Regions from separate parts of the Lactuca sativa genome. Here region 1 is linked to region 2. Evidence: chromatin contacts called from public Hi-C data. All regions are on one chromosome and are shown on one strand. The core of a region is the stretch at or near the end of the contact, and the rest is flanking DNA. Distances in the headings are between cores, read along the strand shown.

Evidence for each region. A called contact is a pair of places that touch in the nucleus more often than the background predicts.
Region 1: a contact with region 2 is called in a Hi-C map of leaf, with 10 times the contacts expected there. The contact joins the promoter of LOC111899361 here to the promoter of LOC111885937 in region 2. A contact is called at or near these places in 4 of 4 Hi-C or Micro-C datasets (bud, leaf and seed).

What each region holds. Positions count from the first base shown.
Region 1 is chr1:97,664,790-97,669,779 of Lsat_Salinas_v11, forward strand. LOC111899361 (formin-like protein 2) reads left to right here and starts at 1,770. Exons shown (of 4, transcript XM_023895201.3): 1 at 1,770-2,918; 2 at 3,010-3,209; 3 at 3,307-3,536; 4 at 3,644-4,578. The coding sequence starts at 1,876. The coding sequence ends at 4,423.
Region 2 is chr1:97,255,405-97,260,439 of Lsat_Salinas_v11, forward strand. It overlaps LOC111885937 (APO protein 4, mitochondrial), which reads right to left and starts at 3,652. Exons shown (of 3, transcript XM_023882176.3): 1 at 3,508-3,652; 2 at 2,907-3,162; 3 at 1,937-2,776. The coding sequence starts at 3,160. The coding sequence ends at 2,053.

The sequences.
Region 1 (4,990 bases), core at 520-3,019, 410 kb after region 2:
CAGTACAAGCATGTTCTTGGGCCGTAAACTCATGTTTACCCCCTAAATAGTAAGATTTTGGTACTCTAAGTCCATTCCTGCAAGTCCAAAGGTCTTAACTAAGCACTAGAAGTGATTTGGAAGGGTTTTGGGGTTCCAAAACCCCATTTATAGGTGTTCACGGTTTGGGGAGGTTCCTAGACCGTAAACACAAGCTCTTGGTCCTATTTCATGATTTAAACACGAATTTGAAAGCCAAACATGTTATACTATGAGCTAGGATGGATTTCTTACCAGATTGGAGCTTGAAATGGATGATTTTGGATCAAAGTCGAGTTTTAGAGAGAGAGTAGTGAGAGAAAGTGTTTTAAGAGAGTGAAAAAGCTTCAAAATGTGGTCACTCAATCCCTTATATAGGGGTTGATTTAAACACGTGGAGAACCCGAACTTGCCGCATGACAACTTTGTCCCAGACAAAATGGATGAAAATATCAATATTATTCTTTGTTTTCTGGTGTTAAATCGGATTGGCGGACAAGTATACTACCTGAATGTTGTCATGGTATACAAGGATGGAGGTGGGGGCACGATACAACCCGCGAAGAAGGTTGTACAACAAACACGTCTCAAGAATAACATTAGCTACAGTTTGGTATTCAACTTTGTGTTTGTATAAAGAAACGATACCTTGTCTTTTGAAATCCTCTTATTATAATCGAATTATTGTTTACTTCTATTGTTTGATTGGAACCCTGTTTATGTGCAAATTCAAATTCACGAGAGATGATTCGGTTTCTGTTCTTGCTATCAAGACCTACACATACACACATACGCGCACATAAAGAGTGCTTAAATAAAGAAAGAAGGGAAAGAAGAACATGTGATTATTGAGCGTAGAATAAAGGGGAAAAGATTTATAAAGTTAGGCAACCACCACCTGTATTGGCCACATCATGATCCTTAGACCATCTCCAATGCATTAAACTCATATGAGTTCAATGGATTGACACATATACATTCCACTTACTATACAACTTTACCCATTAAACTCTATACTCCATTAAACTCTATACAATTCAATAGATTATCACATCATTTATCGTTTTCTTTTTCTTTATTGTTATTTTAAAAAAAATTAATTAGCATGAAATTAAAAATTAAAAACTACAATTAAAATTAACATTAATTTAAAATAAAAAAATAAAAAATAATATATATATATATATATATATATATATATATATATATATATATATATATGTGTGTGTGTGTGTGTGTGTGTGTGTGAGGAGAGAGAATATAGAGTTCAATGGGGATTGAACTCCCCATTCCATTGAATCCTAGTCATTTTCCTACAATGGAGATTTTGGGTTTAATGAGATTAAACTCACCATTAAACCCTCCATTGAACTCCCATTGGAGATAGCCTTAGATAACAACATCTTCTCCGCCTAATTTTATGACATATTAGACATCTTATTTCAGACTAGAAAGACAAAATAAATCATAAAGTTCTTATCATACCTCTAGAAAGCCATAAAATAAGTTAAGAAATCATTTAAACCAATTAAAAAAAACTTGTTGTCTAATGGTGACATTAAGCCATGCAATTAAACTTGTAAAAAAAAAAATTTAAAAAAGAAAATTGTTCCAATAAAAATAATATTTGTTATCTTGTTTTTATAGAAAACATACAGGTAAGGGGGTGTTTTCCTACATTAAAAGTTTGAGCTACCCCTAGACCCAACAAAATCCTCCCACTCACTTGAAGTAGTTGCTGACTTTGTTTGTCACTACCTTCATTTAATAATTAAATAGAATATATTGTTACTACTACTTTTGTTCTAAAAACACACTCTCAAACTGCTTCTTCTTCCATTTGCAAATAAATTTTAAATGGCTCCTCAAATCATCTTTCTCCTATTGCTATTACTACTACTACTCTCTTCCCATTCCTCCTCCTCCCGCCGGATCCTCCATCAACCTTTCTTTCCGGTCATCGATTCTCCTCCTCCACCACCACACGTCACCACCCAAACTCCGTCGCCTTCTCCTTCCCCTTCTCTACAACCACAACCACAACCACAACCTCAACCCAAACATCCTTTCTCTTCACTAACACCACCAGAAACTGACAACAACCGCCGTTTCTTCCCTTCATACACCTCCCCACCAGAGTCTTCCACCACCACAACCACCGTCCCTTCCACTTCTCTCCCCACTTTCCCTGCAAATATCTCTTCCATTATTCTCCCATCGTCATCGTCTTCCAAATCCCATGTCTCCACAAAGCTTCTTCTTATTTCCCTCGCTTTCTCCCTCCTTGCTATCGCGTTTATTGCTGCGGTGGTTGTCTCCCTTGTGTACCACCGCAACCATAGTCACAAACCTCCACCTTCCGATAGTCTCCGGTTGTTTCCGGCTAACCTCCCCACCTCTGACAAACCTCCACCGCCTCCTACTCTTCCACCAAACTTCTCCACCCCCAGCTCCGAGTTTCTTTATCTTGGTACACTCGTTAGTCCCTTGCACGACCAAAAACTTCTCAAAACATCCGGTCACATGACCAATGCCTCCGCCTCAGCCGCCGCCACTTCAATCGATTATAACATGTTGGGTTCGCCAGAGCTCCACCCGCTCCCGCCATTACCCCGACAAGACTTCCATCACCAACACAACCTGGACGAGGGTTCTTTCACCGACTCCGAAGTGGAGGATCTTGGAGATTTCTTGTCTCCAAAAGGATCTCCGGTAGCGTTTCAACGCCACAAGACGGTGTTGCCACCTCCACCTCCTCCGCCACCGCCATCTGGGTTCTGCGGAACACAAAGAAAAGAAGAGATTTTGAAGCCAAAGTTGAAACCTTTACAATGGGATAATGTAAGAGCAAGCTCAGAGAAGGCAACGACATGGGATCACTTCAAATTAAGCTCTTTTCAGTGAGATTCATCATCTTCTCTGCTACCTCCATTAATCTCTTCATTACATCGCTGAATTTCTACATCTAATCGCGATAATATAATCACATAGGTTGAACGAAGAAACGATACATACATTGTTCATGGCGAACTCATCCAAACCTGCATCAAACCCTGGCATCGATCAAAAGATGGTTGCCGATGTAACCCAAAAGAACATTGTCCTTGACCCACACAAATCCAGAAACATCGTTATACTTTTGAGGGCGCTTGATTTAACCATCGATGAAGTCTGTGAATCCATTCTTCAAGGTATCACCAAACAATTCCACTTATCCTACTTAATTTAATTTCTTGATTCAATCATATATTCATATTTAATCCGGTGTTAATTATTGTATATAAACAGGTAACGTTGATACCTTAGATTCTGAGTTACTTGGGAGCTTGTTGAAGATGGCTCCAACCATGGAGGAAGAAACTCGCTTAAAGGAATTCGATGATCTTGATCCAGCCGAGAAGTTTCTGAAAGCAGTTATCCAAATACCATTCGCATTCAAGAGGGTGGATGCCATGCTCTACATATTAAACTTCGATAATGAAGTTGAGTATCTCAAGGGATCCTTTAAAACCATTGAGGTATATATAACTATATACACCACCTTTTGCTGTTTTGATTTTTGAATCCATGGAAGTCATGTAATCGATTTCATATGTTAAAAAACTTTGTTTCATGGTATTTCCAGATGGCTTCTCGGGAGCTTAGGAACAGCAGGATGTTTATAAAGCTGCTCGACGCTGTGTTAATGGCAGGAACCCAGATGAATGACGGAACTACCCATGCCTTGAAGCTCGATGCTCTTCTCAAGCTTGTACACGTGAAGGGCAACGATGGAAAAACAACACTCCTCCATTTTGTCGTACAAGAGATCATTCGAGAAGAAGGTTTTCACCTTTCGGGTGGAGAAAATAATAAAAAATCAGAGCTTTGTGATGAGGTGGAGTTCAGGAAACGTGGTCTTGAAGTTGTTTCGAGTCTCGGTGGTGAGCTTTCAAGTGTTAAGAAAGCTGCAGCCATGGATTCCACCTTGCTTTCGAAGGAAGTAGAAAGGTTAGCGATGGGGTTAACCAAGGTTGGTGAAGTGGTGGGTTTAAACGAACAGATTGGATCGAATGAAAGATTCTCAGACTCCATGAACGTGTTCTTGAAGAAAGCGAAGGGTGATCTGGTTAAGATTGTTGATCAAGAGCGGCTATCCATTTCAATGGTGAAGGAAGCTACTGAATACTTTCATGGGGAGTATTCTGCCATGGAAGAAGGTGAAGCTTTGAGGATTTTTATAGTGGTGCGTGAGTTCTTGTCAGTTCTTGATCGAGTTTGTAAGGATGTTGGGAAGATGAATGAGAGAAGCACAGTTGGGATCCCCTTATTGCGAATGAGTCAAAGTCTTCCTGTATTTCCTAAGTACAATGGAGGACAACAGTTTGGGTCATCAGATGGAGAAGATGAGTCAGTTTCGGTGTAATTGGTTCTAGGCTTTAATTGTAGGTTTTGTTGCTCAATTGCAATGTTGGCAACTCTTCGACCATCTGTATAAATTTTGGGTATTGGATTTTGGTGCAGTTTTCTCCTGTACAAAATCGTTTTAGCGTGTTTAGATCTAAATATTATTTTCTTTAATCTGTTTTGTTACAATTAATGAACTAAGATTATTTCATTACTTTTCATAAGGAACCTCTAAATACCCCTAAATTTGGGGTTTCCTTCATAAATGGTCTAAAATGCATGGACATGTTACATCCTTAATGTCATGACCTCCAAGTTCAAGAAGTTATATAAGAATGTGTCAATAAACGAGAAAGCATACGAAATCAAAGATAAAACATTTAACATGTTTCGGATAATGTGACCTACAACAAGAGAAAATATTCTTATTCACGAGCTCAAGGAGGAGAGACTGGGAGTCACAATACAATCAAAAGAGAGAAAACACCTCACAAAGACTCTTTGAAGACCACACAAAAGATCATCTATAAATCCTAGCTAGCATCATCTATTTATAGACCGATGATCAAACATAAAACCCTAAGGA
Region 2 (5,035 bases), core at 2,402-4,901:
AAACGAAAAGCATGATAATAAAGGAGTATCTTACTCTCAAATCAATCATAATATAAAACTCATGACCGCTCAATTCTGAAATAGTTTCTGATTTTTTTTTAGATTCAAATTATTAACATATCTTGATGATAATTTAATGGGAATGGTATGAGATTTTTATTAATAAAGAAAAAGGAAACCGAATGAAAAGTGAAATCTGGAAAACGAATGAAGACTAAAATCTTGAGCAGGAAAACAAATGAATTGCATAACAATTGTGTGTATTATGTCCTTATTTAACCGGATTTACCATATTTTTCTTATATATTTAAATTTATAAAAAAAAAATCTATCCATAATTATCAAAAAGAGGCCATTGGAGGGAAAACATTTGGAAGAGGGTCTAAGAAAATGTCACGTGGCAAAAAAACTACTCTTTTATTAGATTTAGATTTTTTGACTGAGAAAATAGAGGTGGGAAGAGTCGTTGGGAAGCATGGTGATTAAATTTAGTCTTTAGATTCAGGGAAGAAGCCCGAAAAACATGCATCTAAGCATGTGACTTAAGTGTGATATATATATATATATATATATATATATATATATATATATATATATATATATATATATATATATATATATATATATATATATATATATATATATATATATATATATATATATATATATATATATGCCTTAGGCAAAACAAACAAAAATATAAATTTTATAGAGAAATTAAATAATCTCCTACTTTTTGTTCCTACTTATCTTTCTACCCAATAAAATTATGACATGTGTTATATTTGGATAAGATTAATAATTTTTTAATATACTTATCATTATTTCAAATGTATAGGAAGATATTTAGGAAGAAAAATAGAAGCATATTTAATTTCTCAATTTTATATTGCATTACTGTCCAAAAAAAATGACTATCAAAATGAATGGGGAAAGAAATTAAAAATAAATGTAAAAAACCTATATACCTTCTCATAATGATAGTTGTCCACGTTTATTTTTTCAAAAAAAAAAAAGAAAAAAAAAAGCTCTTAAACAAGTAGGTTACTTGGTACCACAATTTATCATATTTTTGGTCGTATATTTTTTTCTCATCTTCTCTCACCCTAGAAAACTAATAGAAAATGATACCACACACACCATATTTTGTTAAAATAAAATTTAATAATTATATAAATATTTAAAATACATATTTAATTAAAGCAATTACATAGCTAAAAACAAAAATTAAATAAAAATGATACAAATTAAGTTTAACAGTAATACTTTTCATGATTTTCGCTCTAACCCTAAAAATCATCTCGAGTTAGTTTTTGAAGAGATGATCGATGTTGTGCGTTAAAAATTCCATAGCGCAAGTTTTTTTGTTTTCCACTCATGCTCTTTGCTTCTCATCTCGAGCTTTCTTTTTCTCATCCAATTTCTCCTTTTCGAAATTCAATCGAGTTTCAAAATTCAAATTCTAAATTTTGAAACTACTAGCGACCCATCGAACGATAGCCATGTTGTTTAGTGGATGCCAAGTTGGCAATGGATCGGTTGTCATATTGAAAAAAGTACAACATAATGTCAAACCATTTATGGCCAAAAATTAGGAAGTCAAAGGAACTCACGAAACATTTGAAAATGGATATATTGTAATGGAATACAATGGGCTACAAGATTGGTTGCTAAGATTGTTTTGGTTTGATGTATTCCTCTAGATCGGTAAGAGTGTTTTGGTGGATTTTTCCTTAGTAAAAAGGTTACAAATGTCTAATTTCACATACATAGAACAAAATTGAAACTCGAGTAATTAGAACAAAAAGTATAAAAACCACAAGTTAAACGATTATCAAACTTGATTACTATTTAGGCATTTCCCCTTTTTATACGACTTCCTTCAATAAGCTATATATGGGTTAATGTCAGTTATGAGAATGAAGGTATTAACGTCTTTTGCACAAACAAGACAAAAACTTTCATTTTCTTTCACAGTCTAAATCTAAGTCTCAGTCAGTCTGATATATATCAAACACAGTACAACATGTTATGTAATGTCTTTAATGGTCATCAGCGAGTCTTAAATGCCACATCAGCAGATAACCCTTGAAGTTTCATCATACAATAATACTTAATCGGTGCCACCGCACCACCTTTCGTACACAAATCAACCACCGCGGGGGCATGTCCGTAAAATGACCGCCACTTATCCTCAAGAACAACCGGATCTTGAGGCCTACGAAACCACACCACCTTTTCAGGCACCAAATCATCAACCTCTGCTTTTTTCCAAAAATGCCCTCCACGCCACCTCTCATACTTAAACACCCCACACAATCGCGCCTTATGTCCAGATGGGCCCACGTGAACCTCCGAACAATATTTACAAACTTTAGCCGAATAAACCATCATCAACTTTTGAACACCCGATCTAACCACCTCCCATGCCTTTAAAGTTCCTTCCGAAATTACCCTCAGATCATTGGGTGATAAAGATTCAACATTTAAACATTCAATTTTGTTTCCGGATATACCCTCGTGGTCAAAATCAAAATCGGCACCTGCTTGGAGCGCGAGTTCAAGAATTGCGGGTATTCGGTTGTAATCGAATCTTTCATCGTGTTTGATCACATTTTGGAACATGGTTTTTAGGTGGAATGTGTTTACAGGGACAAGAATGTCATTTATACCTCCTTTGATCCATTCGTGGGGTTTGTTCTTGGAATGACGTTTGTACCCATGGCAGGTTTTGATTGCGTGACCCTTTTCACCAATGTATACTTCTTGACAGAATCTGTAAGTGGAAGATAGTGTATATGTGTGTTTAATCAATCATCAAACCAATTGTATGTTTATTTTAAAGAAACAAAATGTATCGAAAAAGAAGAAGAAGAAGAAGACAGTGAATGAGAGATAGAGAATACTTGCAAGACCAGATGGGTATTACTTGGAGAAGAGTGGATACGCCTTGAATCAAAAGGCTTCTTGATCTAACGACATCATAAGCAACAGGGATCATGTCTTTTACTGGATAATATTTGGCTCGATTCTCGATCCTCTTCAGAATCATTGGCCTCAGTTTCTTAAAATCTACTTTTGGATTTGATCTGTAGTGTCGAGTGATCCCAATTAACCCTTGCACCATGATTGTGTTACACCATAGTCTCGGATTCTTCATAGCTGCCATATATGTATATTATATCAAATGAGAAGCTTTTACAAATGTATAATGGATATATACAATCATTCGAACCCTAGAAATTCCTTCGTCGGGATCAAATGAAGACTCTTTAAAAATGGTAACATTCAATGTGATTTCTGAATTCAGTTCGCAATTGATCGACTTAGCCTTCAAATGAAACATGAAATTGATTTCATGATCAACAAACATCAACGAGACTAATGAGCATGAGGCAAAGGAAATACGGCCAGGTAAAAAAATTAAAAAGCAGGAAGTTAAGATACGTAGGAAAACCTCTAAACACAAATTAATGAAGAAAGATGAAGAGATTTTGATGTAGTTACTTGTGCAGGTGCTCGGATTTGGAGATTCGCTGCTGTGAATGCGAAGACGATGAAGGTAGCTAGGTGTTGTGGACTTCTGAATCACCAATATCAGTTATCCAAATGGGCTTCATTGCTGACCCAAAGCCCATTATCCGAATTGGCCTTGTTGTTGACCTAAAGCCCGGTTAAGCCCATTGTACGTTCACATAAAAATGTCATTATTATTTTGAAAAGGTTTTTTATATTTTGAAAAATGTCATAAATATATGCATATATATCACGTGAATGTGTTGAAATTTATATATGCGCTTGATCTTAAACTTTTGAATGGTTGTTTCAATCTGATTTTCCACAATTTCCTTTCCATTTTATGCCTTTCGTTTTGGCAAATGGATAATATTAAAAGGGTTTAGGTCAATTTTAGTCACTTAACTTTTGGTTTTGTGCTCATTTGGTCACTTAACTCTTTTTAAGTTTTAAAAGGTCATCAAACTTTTGCCTTTGTACTCATTTAGTCACTTAACTTTTGGCTTGGTCATATTTAGTCACCTAACTTTTAAAATTGTGCTCATTTAGTCACTAAACTTTTAAATTTTTTCAAAAGTTTAGTGACTAAATAGGCACAAATTTAAAAGTTAGGTGACTAAATGAGCACAAATCTGAAAGTTAAGTGACCAAAACAAAAGTTAAGTAACTAAATGAGCATATCAAAAGTTTGATGACATTTTAAAACATAAAAAAAGTTAAATGACCAAATGAACACAAAACCAAAAGTTAAGTGAACAATTTAGACCTAAACCCAATATTAAAACTAGAATAGATTTATCACACATTATCAACCCAATGAACACTTCAATCACTAGTAAACTCGTATTTATGTTGCTCCGTTCATTGTGGCAAAGAATTTCTTTTCAATTAATAAAAACTCATTGTGGCAAAGAATTTCTTTTCAATTAATAAAAACGAATGTTGTAAAAAAAAGTTATGTAAGGGACAACAAACATCACTTTATAATATACTAAGGGATCAAAATCAAATCTTATAAAATACTAATAATTTAACTTTAAAATTATGAAAAATGAAAATCATTAAATCAAAATTTCTTTAAGAAAATGAGTGTAAATTTGAAAATCTGCTATGACTATGCTTGGACAAAATCATTATTTTTAGATATATGTTTATTTTGTTTCTTGTATCGTGTATTTGTATGTTGTAAAAGTTATAATGTAATTCAGCTTGTGAAATACAGAAAAGCAAAATCCTAAGATGTTAAATAAACAATAAAAGAAATTGATCATGTAAAATAAGATGAAATCCAACTATTAAGAACATCTTAAAACTTATAATCCATTCATGAACCTAAATAAGAACATTTGTAACTAAAGAAAACATTGTCAAAAGGAACAAATATTTTCATGAGGTTTTTTTTTTTCAAATAGAACCAAAAACCTCCAAGCTATCATGAGATTTGTATTCTTTGCATGTCTCATAAAATAAATAAAAATATTATTAGTATTATATAGTTGTATAAGTATTGATATCTTTT